4 separate regions of the Zea mays genome follow, and regions 1, 2 and 3 are each linked to region 4. Evidence: chromatin contacts called from public Hi-C data. All regions are on one chromosome and are shown on one strand. The core of a region is the stretch at or near the end of the contact, and the rest is flanking DNA. Distances in the headings are between cores, read along the strand shown.

Region 1 (2,700 bases), core at 60-2,559, 400 kb before region 4:
TATTTCCTGATTTTCTTACTTTTCAAATTCTGAAATTCCAATGTAAATATGAGTTGATTCAAAAAATATCCAGATTATATGCAACATATAAAGAACCCAACATGATATGCAAGTCATGTTTATTTTCTAGGTTAATTATTCATTTAAGCAAATGTTTAAACTATGGAACACATACACTATTCTTTATAGGAATATAGTATTTTGTGTGTGGGCTACAATTGTAAATTAATTCAAAATGAATATCCCATTCTTATCTACTTTTAGAGGACCTTAGCATATGACTTTTATCAAGGGTTACATTAATTAAAATGTTTTTAAAATATTTTTAATTATTTAGCTCATGAGAGAGAATTCTTCATGTTAGCAAATGGGTTGAAGACTTCCTCGTATTATGTTTTTTTTTTCCTGTATTGAGAAATTAACCTCTAGTTTTAAAATTTTTAGGGTCTATCTCTAACAACATTTTTTGTATCGCCATCTATTCACTTCAAGAGAAGATAAATTAAAAAAATGAGGAACCCTTATTAGGACTCACTTTAATTCTTAATCTTTTGGATAACTCTTATAAATCCAAAAATAGGATTTTGGGTTACAATCGATCATTAGGTGCTAAGTCGAAGGCCTCGTCGAAGTTGCTACATAGCGTAGGCCCCGGTCGCCCGTGATCTTGTACAAGTATGGTTAGTTAAAATAAGGGGTCGAGCCTTCGTGTCGTTGATCGAGGGGTCGAGCCTTCGTGTCGTTGATCGAGGTCATGTTTAGCCTTCACCCCAACAAATGTCATTCATGTTTTTTTGCTGATTATATTTCATATCTTTGTATATGATCATTGTATATTGAATGAGGCTATACCCGAATGCTTCTAGCATGCTTGAATATTATGGCTCAATCTGAATACGTGGATACTTCATCATTCGACATATGTGGAATTATGTGTTGTGCAAAAACTTTATATGAATTCAAATTTGCATATGTAAGGTGTATGCGATTTTAGTGATCAAATGTTGTGTGAATCTATTATTATTCAGTGTGCATCATACAATCAACCGATTACAAACAAATTATGTCATTTTTTATTTTTCAAAAATAAACAAGGTTTAACCGAAAACGCTCGATATAGGCGCGTTTTGACGGATTTTTTTTTTTAAATTTGAAAGCCCAAACCGTTCAGCAGTTTTCGTTTTTTTTTCTGGATAGGAAGCGGGAAATCGGGATAAACGAGATGGTTAACCGTGGGTCCACACAGCAGAGCTTCATCGGACATAATGACTTTCTCTGAAGTCTGACCCTTCCGCCCAACCTTCCCTCATCCTGTCATCCACCCTCGCCCAACCGACGGCTACCGGTTGTAAGATTGGAATCGTTTGATGGCCGCCGCCGCCGCTTCGCCTCCGGTTCCTTTAGGACCCGATGCCTCCGATCTACTGGACGGGGATCTCCGTCTCAAGTTCGTTGTTGCCCACCCCCCCCCCCCCCCCCCCCCCCCCCCCCCCCCCCTGGACGGGGATTTTACTGTTCAGTTGCTTACCTTTTTCTCTGGTGAAATTCGCTATGAGGGTGCACGATTGTAGTAGTTTTTTTACTTATTCAGCCATTAGATGCGAAAAAGTTCGTGCAGTTGTTGTTTGCCGTGATAGGATTCCCCCGCTAGACCAGAAACCGCTGTGTCGCCGTTGTTGTGTTTGCTGTCATGGCAAATATAGATTTCTTCGGCTTTTTATGTGTTTGAGCTTTGTTTTCTTTGCCATCGTGCAGGCCCGCTGTGGCAATCTCATGGGATTCCGAAGGTACATATCTCTATCTGCTTACCCTCGGCCTTTCTTTTTACACTTGCGTTGCTTACACATCTCTGTCTTTACCTTGGGCCTTTCTACACTTTTTGCTTGCTGCTCTCTCCCGCGGTGACCTGCATGTTCATGGAGTGGTCTTGTGGTGTAGAAAAGTAGATAGAATGCCAGGGTATTAATGCAAGGCGCCAAGTTATTACACGAAGCTATACCCCTTGCTGTGCGGTTCGAAAAAGAACCTTCCTCCTCGAAGGACAAAGCCACAAAGGAATAACATTCCTTTCACTGCTCTCTTCTTTCCTTTTGAAAGTTTGGAAGCCTAGACACATTTCTGTGTGATTACCTGTTACCTTTCTACACTGCTTACTGTTTCCCAGAATCCCAATGATTTGTATGTACATTGAGTGGTCTTGTATAGTACAACCAAGCAGATACAATGTCAAGGTATTGATGCAATGAGACAAGTTATTAGGGGGTGTTTGGTTCTCCTGACTAAAGTTTTTTTTTCTCGAACATGCAGGAGAGCTGCGTATCATTCTATTAAAAGAAGAAATAAACAAGGTCTAAAATAAACCGGGGTACAACTGACGCCTTACGGCGGCCTGAACGAAACTAGCATAGACTGACTCATCTATAAAACTCTAGGCTACATGAGAGAGGGAGGCAACAAGGGATGTCAACCCCTTGGCCCCGGCAGTCTCCCACAGACGGCGCTCATCCCCCACATGGATTAGGAAATTAGCAACATTAGGGGAAAGGCCATCAAAGATGCATCTGTTCCGATGATTCCACAAAATCCAAGCGCCCAGCATAATGAGGGAGTTTAGGCCATCTCTGAAGGACCCCTGAATAGCTTCATTTGCTTGATGCCACCACTCCATAAAATTAATATCCGTTGGTTGGGGGGCCAAAC
Region 2 (2,720 bases), core at 73-2,572, 380 kb before region 4:
GGTCAAGGACAGGGTAATTTCCTTCATTTCAATCCTGGTATTGAGCTGCAGCATCAAGGCCAGGCTTTCTTCGGTCCTCCAGCTGTCTACCACCCCATGGTGAATGGGTTTCACCCATTCGGTATCAATGGTGCTCAGCAAGTGCAGTACATCGACAATAGGATGGTGCAGAGGCCACCATATGGTTTTGGCCCAGGTTTCTGGGGATGATGGTTGCAGCCTGAGGAAAGGTTGGTTGCTAACTAGTGGGGGTTTGAGGTGAAAGTTGTCAGTTCAAAGAAAAAAAAGCTGTTGTGTCTAATATACTCAAAGATTTAGCTTTAAATAGGGGCCAGTGGAAAATAGCTAACCATGTGTCTGAACCTTGATTTGTGGTTTTTGTTCGGTTTCAGCTCTAGCTTACCTTAGAAGTAAAATGTTCTGTTGATGTTGGATTTTAACTCTAGCCTATCCTGGGATTAAAAGGTTTTGTTGTTGTTGTTGTAAGTTGTAATTGTAACTGTTAGGTTTGTACTCTAGTCTGATTTAAAAGTAAAAAGGCTATATTGTTGTTGTTGTATCTAGACCTGTACAAGGAGAAATAATCAAATAAGGAAAAAAACACAATGTGGGAAAGAAAGCTGTAATGTCGTTTGATCTAGTTTAAGTTGTTGATTGTACCACCTACGTGTGCTGTCTTTGTGCGAGCTCATCTAAGATGCATGTGAGATTGGGCGAGTTGAAAATCTGCTGGACAGTGAGAGGTGTCCCAGCTGAATGGGGTATGGCAGCAAGAAAGACTGAAGTTTGTCCGTCCTGGATGGAGCGTTGGAGGCGTGCAATGCAACAACATCATGGTCCCAGTCAGGAAGGTACAGTGTGTTGTTGGGTTCCAAAACAGAATCATGTCCAGCTCCAAGCAATGCCGTGCTGTAACTGGAGTGTACTTTCAGACGCAAGCTGTCTATGCTGTTGATTGGAGCGAACAAACAGTATGCTCTGTGGTAGGCATGAGCCGTTGCTTGTGCCCCCCTCTTGAAACTGTGGCGTGCCGTTTGTATCAGCAAGGCAGGCAAAACCGGTAGAGACAAGACAAGATGCCCCGGGACTGTTGCCTGCCGCCCATGGTATGTAATCGCCAATCTGTCGTGTTCATCGGCAATAGGCAAGCACTGAACCTGGAAGAAGTAGAAGGGAAAGCCGGCATATGCATGCGTTCGTTCATCTCACGTAGGCGAAGCATGGCGCTGTCGACGGCCACATCACGTTTGCTGTGCTGCTGCCTGCCTGCGTTGCTGACGCGATGGATGGATTCGACAGCAGCATCTGACAGAGGCAGCACCGGCTTTCGAGCGAGAGAGACGGCCGGGTGGGCTCTGTACAGCATGTTCCTATTCTGGACTGACTCGATCGATCCGGGACATCGTTTGGATGTATCCGGGAAAGGTTTTAACCTGTGAGTGTGATTGCGTGCGCAAGCTTCCGTGAATAAAAAGACAAGCAGATCTTGAGTACGTTGATGGCTCCGCATCTGGTAGAGAGGTGTGGTTAATGCGAATTAGGCATTCACTGCATCTGGAGCAAGAAAACATGAGTCCGGGCACGCAGTTTTGTGTTGGCAGATAGCTAGAGCTGAGACCGGACTAGGCGCACTGCAGTGCGCTTACCCTGATGAAAACGGCACTATATACTGTTGTATTTTCCTAGTTGCAGCTTGATGCGCTTGGACATTATTGGAATCCTAACTAAACATGCAAACGCGGAGGTGCATCCACACGATCGATCGGCGTATTTACATGCTTGATGCAGTGCACATATTTTCGACCCCCTGGTAACGCCTTAACAAACCCTCCATCTGTCTGTCAGTCTATCTCTATCTATCTCATTGAGACAGTCACTCACGCTCACGGCTAGTTTAGGAATCCAAATTCCTTTGGATCCCCTTCCTTTTCCCGGGTGAGAAATCCCTCTAGATAACAATTGATAAGATATTTATGGGATGTTTCAATATACTAGAGCTAATAGTTAGTGACTAAAATTAGTTAAAGACATCCAAACACCTTAACTAATAGTTCAACTATTAGCCATTTTTAATAAATTCCTTTGTTATGTTATACATATATATATGCACTTTATGGAATATATTTTTATTCTTCCTGATAGGATCAGTTTCCACATATACAGGTGGAAGCAACAGTTGAGGTTTTTAGTTCTACTTCTTGCAAGGATTAAGCTCTTTAGTTCTAATAAATGACATTGTAGCAGACTATATATGCGGAAATCAATTAGTAAGTGTTTTTTATTCTCTAGAAACTTGGAACATGTGAACATATAGTCACTTGTATAAGTTGCACATAAGCAAATCATAGCAGACTATTTATAAGGGAGTGAGTTGATGTCATCTCTAATAGAACTATATAATAATGGTAAATAGTTCTTGCTCAAATAATTGAAACACGTGTATTTAACCAAGTCATGTGTTAAATAAAAAAGTATTAACTTTTCTATATTACTTTTATGTGCATTTATCTAATTCAATCCATTGAATGCAGCATCTGAATCTACATCTGATCAAGTGCTAGCACAACTTCTTATTTGAATAGAAGGCTAAAGGTGAAAGAACCCGCACAAACGCTTGTGTGACAGTATGATTGTCTTTCTGTTTATATTTTTTCATACCACATGGATATGAATACCATATGCATGGACATATAGATATATAAAATTATATGACTATTGTA
Region 3 (3,066 bases), core at 329-2,828, 260 kb before region 4:
AGATACCAACCCAATTAAGTAAGAGATCACAATTGATAATAACACCCGTAATGCAATGCATATGCCAGATTAAGTTTAGTTCCATAAATTAATCATGCGAGAGCCTTGAGTCGCTCTTGACCGTGAGCACATCTTGTATACTAGTTTTACACTATGCAGAGGTTGCGCCCTTTACCCACAAGTCATGTTACCCAATTTCCATAGGGTTGTACGGATCCCACACATCTCTACCAAGGAGGCGAGACAGGGTAGCACTACGAGGCCTTTACAAAGTTCAACTAGCTTTAGAAAACCCGCTACAATTTCTAAGAAGGGCAACAGGAATCCCTCGTCCGAAAAGCCATCACAACATTATCGACCCGAGAACCTCCCTATACGTAGCTCCTCTACCACCCTTGCCCCTTTCGGGTAAGGTAGTCCTCCACTAGCTTTCCTAATTAGTCAGCCAAGGGCGTCCCATTCGACCCTTGGGATAGCACGGATATCTCAAGTTAAGCTCCATATTCCAATTAACATAATAATCTTGTCATGAACAATAATTAAGACAACAACATAACTTGAACATGATCATATGATCATAATGTAATATTAATCCCAAAACCAGGTAGAGCAATAGCAAAACTACCCAAAAGTTCAGTGGTAACCAAGGTGTGGGATAAACAAGTCTATGGAAACCTATTAGGTCCCATAAAATTAATCTAAGCATGTCAGAGTGATTAACAGGAACACTATTAGGTTTAGAAAAGGGATCAAGTGCACAACTTGCCTTAGACTTGAGATTCCCAGGTACCAGCTTGGTCTTCAAGGGACTCGTAACCTCGCTGCTAATCGTAGGCAATACCAACAAACATGGTAAAGGCAAAATTAACATCACACCAAACATAAGAAGAAACTGCATAATAATGTTCTACGCAGCGTAACTAGATCCTGGGTTCGAGAACTACTAAATTCGGAGTTACGGTTATAAAGTTATGATTTTCCGAAGGTTTAGGTGTTTACTATAAAACAAAGGGGGTACAAGATTTTAATTATAGTTTTCATGGTAATACAAAGTTACTAGATGATAAACAATATTAATATGAGATTAATGCAACTGGAATGGATCAAAAAGGAGTTAAATTGAATTAAGTATGAATTAAACAAGTTTCTGGAATTATTTTTATACTAAAAATCCTTTTCTTTATTAATTTATTCGGTTTATTTAATCTCTGGACTGCGGCCACTATTCGCGAGAAGCTCAGGGTTAAAACCGTGAAAAGTTGGACTAATCTGTAATGGAACTCACACTATGGTGTACAGCGGGTTGATATATTAAAAGATCAGGGTGCCATATGTAATCCTCTAGGTCCAAGGGGTATCCCATTGCCGAGAGCTGTCCGATCACGAGTGGACGCCCCTGACTAGATCTGCTCACTTAATGAATCGGTACGCACAGTGCTCCATCGGATTGAAGATCCACGGTCTAGATTTAAAACAACCAATATCGACTTTCGTCCATTCGATCACAAATCTACGGCCTAGATCTGATCGTGTGAAGGGGTACACGATGTTATAATCTCATCCATCCATCGCCGATCCGACGGCCAACCCTTCTTCTTCCCCCCTGACACCGACTGAGCGGTGGCGCCGCCGCTGTATAAGGTAGAGGTGCGCCCGCGAGGCCATGACCGGCGCCCCAAAGCCCAACCCGCGAACTTATGGGTGCTACACTTCGAGAAAGACAAGGCGGGCGACAATAAAGTGATCTTACCGGTGATGGCGTCGCGATGGGGATGGTTCACGGCGAGCAGCGGATCTGCGGCCGATTGTTTGCTCCAGCGATCAATTCCCGATGGCCCGGAGCGTAATCCCCCAGGAAAAGCAACATTCGTGATCTGTGAAGCTTGGTGAAGCTACCCGTCCCGATCGAAGGCCTACGCTGCAGCCAAATTCAATTCCGACTGTGACGGCCCCCTTCTCCCTCAGCGCGCTCGGCGATGGCAAGATTGACCAAGATGGTTGAAGGACCTGACAGCGATTCGGGCGGCCTATATAGGGAGCAGGGGAGTCCGACCCAGGATGGCCACAGTGGGTCCCAACAGGTCTCGGCCAAGTCGGCTATGTCGGTGGTTCAGTTGAGGTCGTTGCGCGACGAGGGGAAGACGGTACTGGAGCCATGGGTCCACAAATCAGTGTCTCAAGTAAACGGGAAGCGCCCCTGAGCCTCGGTCCCACGTGGAAGCGAACGCGTCACACGGTGTGGCTGTTCCGCAGGGTCCGCACGACAGTGTCAAAGTTTTCCCACGCAGGCACGCCGTGTCACACAGATCAGTGGGGTCCATCCGTCAGCAGGCACGAGCGCATGGGGAAGATGGGCCACGTGGGATGAATTTGGGGTGATGGTGGGCCGGCCGAGCGGGATTCGGCCCAAGGTGGGGTTTTATGTTTTTATTTTCTTTTTCTTATTTCTATTTTTCCTTTTCCATTATCTTTCTTTTCCAAATTCAAATGTTCAAGCCAAATTCAAATTTTGTTATGAATTTCAGATCAACAATCTCAAATATAATCCAAATGTGAATATAAATCCTACTATTTTCAATTTTATTATTTATTCTCCTTCCCATTATTTAATTCTAGCCATACATGACTTTATTACAAATTACTTTTCTCATTTCTGTCTTATATTTAACAAAATCATCGGCATGATATGCACATTTTTTTATTTATTTATTGGTTAATAATCTCCAAAGGTTTCATAAATTCCCAAAGCACTAAAATAATTATATTTATTTATTTATACTGTTTTATACAAATTTTGAGCTTTACAGAGGTGCAGGTTGAAGGTGAAGAAGCCAGTGAAGAAGGCAATGAGCAACAAGATTAGAGTATATATATAATCTATATATAGGAAGTAGTATTTGTAAGATCTAAATATTACGTTAGGTAGTATCTAGTATTTTACTAGTCACTTGAGAAATAATAGAGAAGTCATTTTAGTTATGTATCTTATTAAGGAGGCATATTTCTTTTAAACAAATACCAAATAAACACATGAAATTATGCATCATGTTGGAACTCTTTTGTTTG
Region 4 (2,716 bases), core at 35-2,534:
TAAAAAAGATGTATACTGGTCACTTTGCCGAGTGTTAGGGTCATAGCACTCGACAGAGAAGAAACACCTGGGCACCGGTAAAGCTTCTTTGCCGAGTGTTGTGACACTAACACTCGACAAAGAAGCAAGTTTTGTCGATTACCTCCTAGCGCACTCGGCAAAGAAACTAACAAAGGGCCCCGCTGGTGGCCCCTTTGCCGAGTGTAGGCTGGTGGACACTCGGCAAAGAGGTAAACTCTTTGCCGAGTGTATTAGGTGACACTCGGCAAAGGCGCCGTCTCCGTTACCAGTCGCCGTGATGGCGATTTTTCTTTGCCGAGTGCCGAGTGCCCGATAAAAAGTACTCGACAAAGAAGCCGTTGCCGATGTACTGTTCGTCGAGCTCTCTTTGCCGAGTGTCACGCTGGGCAAAGTGTTTGTCGAGTGTTTTTCAGGCGGCAAAGCGCCCGATTCCGGTAGTGAGGGTAGCAAATAAATACTTGAGCTAACAACATAGAGTACACTCCCACCAAGCTAAGCAACCATTATTACTTTATTAGCTAATTAGCAAGCTGAAACAAATCATGCACCTTCCATCTAGCATACACCAATAGAGAAGCTGGCGGACAGGCAAGAAGTAAACAAACAAAAACACAATCATTTGTCTTCCTTTGGTATCCCTTCTTCCTTATATCCTACACCCTTGGAATAATTTTATATCGACAAACGCAATGTGCACCGAGAAAAACAAACAACACAAGTGTAGTACATTACTAATGTAGCAACAGAAAAAAGAGAAGATCATCAGTAGTACTAATCACTGTCAAGCAACCAATGGAAAACCCATGCCCTGCTAATTGAAGTTTAACAGCATCATCTGTGCATATGATGACCAGGAGGAGAGGAGATTATCGTCATGCACACCTACCGTACCAAATGGTGCCATGACATGGCATGGTATGGTGGAGAAAGAGAGAGGGGGTATGGGGACAGACACAAGTCCAGCGAGCGCGCAGCCCCGGGTGACTCCCTCACGTGGTTGGGATGCGCGCGGCTGCCCAGCTCAGCTTGCTTTTTTCTATCTATTTATCTATAATCTTCCTTCCTTTCTAGTTGGGCGGACAATATTTTTTTCTCTTCTTTGTTTTTTTAATATATATATATATATATACCGAACCAAATAAAGAAGTCGGGCGGGCAAACATGCCAGCGCGGAGGAGACGATGATTGTCCCCTCCATTCCCCTCTCTTCCATTAATTGCCTCCATGGTCTAGATGTCATTGACCCATCCATTGTCATTGTCGCCCGGTAGACGTAGGTCAGGACTAGAATGGCGCGCCGTGTGGGGTCCCCTTCCGCCGTCAGCCCTGTAGCCGCGCCCCGAGCCAGTTCTTGCTCCCACCGGCCAATGCCACCTCGTCATTGTCATTGGTCGCGCCATCACCGTTGGTGTCCGCGGCACTAGCAGTCGTGTGGTCGTAGCTCTTCTTGGTGTCCACCAACCGTGCGAATTAAAAGCAATGCACAAGTCAGGGGGCAGGGTGATAAATTAAACGTAACTAATTCCATGGCATTGCGATTCCTTGATTCTTCCATGCCATTTTTATTTCTTTCTTCTTTTTCTTTCAAGAACGAAAGTAAGAATCGTCGGTCCGCCAAAAAAGGCGCAATCTTTTGGTGTTCTTGTGTGGGCAGGGCAACCATTGTACTGGGGAATTCAGTGAACGAATAATGCCGGAGGGATGGGTGGGTGGCTAGAAGATGAAAAGCACCTTGCATCTGAGGGAGCAGAAGCGGAAGGGGTCAAGCGACGCGCGCCCGCAGATCTCGCAGTTGTAGGGGGATGTGGCGGCCTTGCTCGCGAATGTGCTGGTGCAGCATGGCTGGTGTAACACCTTTGATGTTACGATAACTAAAACTCTAACATGTCATCATAAGCATTTGCATTAACTTCCTTGTTATACCTAGAGTGCATTCACTAGGTCAAAATTTTCATTCCAAAAGTGTGATGTTTTGTATTGAGTATAGGACTTAGGTAGAGAACCTTGCATGAGTTAAGCTAGTGAGGATCATCTCTTAAGGAATTGACAAGTTGACTTGGAGTCTTAAATTCTAAAAGCAAGTCTTGAACCTAGAGCAACTTCACTTTGGAATGTACATCGAGTGGAAGAGTCACTTGAGGAGCTAGATCAACTTTAAACCCTATATTGAGCTTTGCTTGGAAGGGGTGGATAAACAAAGCAACTCCAAAAACAAGGATAATTTGGACATAAGCTCTATATAATAAAGTTAGATCTTAGGTAAAAGAATAATTTTTCTTTTAGAGGTGGATCGAAGTTGAGAAGTGGTTTGGAGAAGTAGTCATAGTTAAAACTCAACTAGCCCCAAAAGTGGAATTCAAAATCCAGTGAGAATTTGGTATTCAAAGTACCGACGTTGTAGACCTTGGAAAAGTGAACAACTTTCTTATTTAGAGATTTCCATGTTGTGTGGAAAGATTTGGAGTAATTTGCAAAACTTCATATTTGCTCAAATTGGATTCAGCCCAAAACAGTTTGGTTTAGCTGTTTTTGGACCTCTGTAACATTTAAACTGTGGGCTTTTGGTAAACTCTTGCTATGACAAACTTGAAGAGTAACTATAGGAGAGCAACTTTTATTCAGTGTTATAGCCCTAAAACCATATGCTACCAGGTGAAAAGGTAGTCCAAAGTAATGTTGTCAAAGTACTTGATTT

The links. Hi-C and Micro-C count contacts between places; a contact is called where the count stands out from the background.
Region 1: a contact with region 4 is called in a Hi-C map of leaf mesophyll, with 2.3 times the contacts expected there. The contact joins the promoter of LOC100274680 here to the enhancer-like site in region 4. A contact is called at or near these places in 2 of 25 Hi-C or Micro-C datasets (leaf and leaf mesophyll).
Region 2: a Hi-C map of leaf shows a contact between it and region 4, with 8 times the contacts expected there. The contact joins two enhancer-like sites. A contact is called at or near these places in 6 of 25 Hi-C or Micro-C datasets (ear, leaf and tassel).
Region 3: a Hi-C map of ear shows a contact between it and region 4, with 4 times the contacts expected there. The contact joins two enhancer-like sites. A contact is called at or near these places in 3 of 25 Hi-C or Micro-C datasets (ear, leaf and tassel).

The regions. Positions count from the first base shown.
Region 1 is chr4:53,784,605-53,787,304 of Zm-B73-REFERENCE-NAM-5.0, reverse strand. LOC100274680 reads left to right here and starts at 1,309. Exons shown (of 10, transcript NM_001148999.2): 1 at 1,309-1,447; 2 at 1,756-1,787. The coding sequence starts at 1,368.
Region 2 is chr4:53,767,138-53,769,857 of Zm-B73-REFERENCE-NAM-5.0, reverse strand. LOC100274680 reads left to right here. Exons shown (of 10, transcript NM_001148999.2): 10 at 1-619. The coding sequence ends at 210. Among protein-coding and RNA genes, the nearest start is that of LOC100274680, 17 kb to the left of the region's middle. Within about 2 kb of position 1,322, at least 18 of the 20 cell types and tissues checked have an H3K27ac peak or open chromatin away from gene starts, as enhancers often do. A contact at or near this core is called in ear, leaf and tassel, where this site is marked.
Region 3 is chr4:53,653,168-53,656,233 of Zm-B73-REFERENCE-NAM-5.0, reverse strand. No RefSeq gene overlaps it. Among protein-coding and RNA genes, the nearest start is that of LOC100283148, 63 kb to the left of the region's middle. Within about 2 kb of position 1,578, at least 17 of the 20 cell types and tissues checked have an H3K27ac peak or open chromatin away from gene starts, as enhancers often do. A contact at or near this core is called in ear, leaf and tassel, where this site is marked.
Region 4 is chr4:53,389,344-53,392,059 of Zm-B73-REFERENCE-NAM-5.0, reverse strand. No RefSeq gene overlaps it. Among protein-coding and RNA genes, the nearest start is that of LOC103653257, 51 kb to the right of the region's middle. Within about 2 kb of position 1,284, at least 14 of the 20 cell types and tissues checked have an H3K27ac peak or open chromatin away from gene starts, as enhancers often do. A contact at or near this core is called in ear, leaf, leaf mesophyll and 1 more, where this site is marked.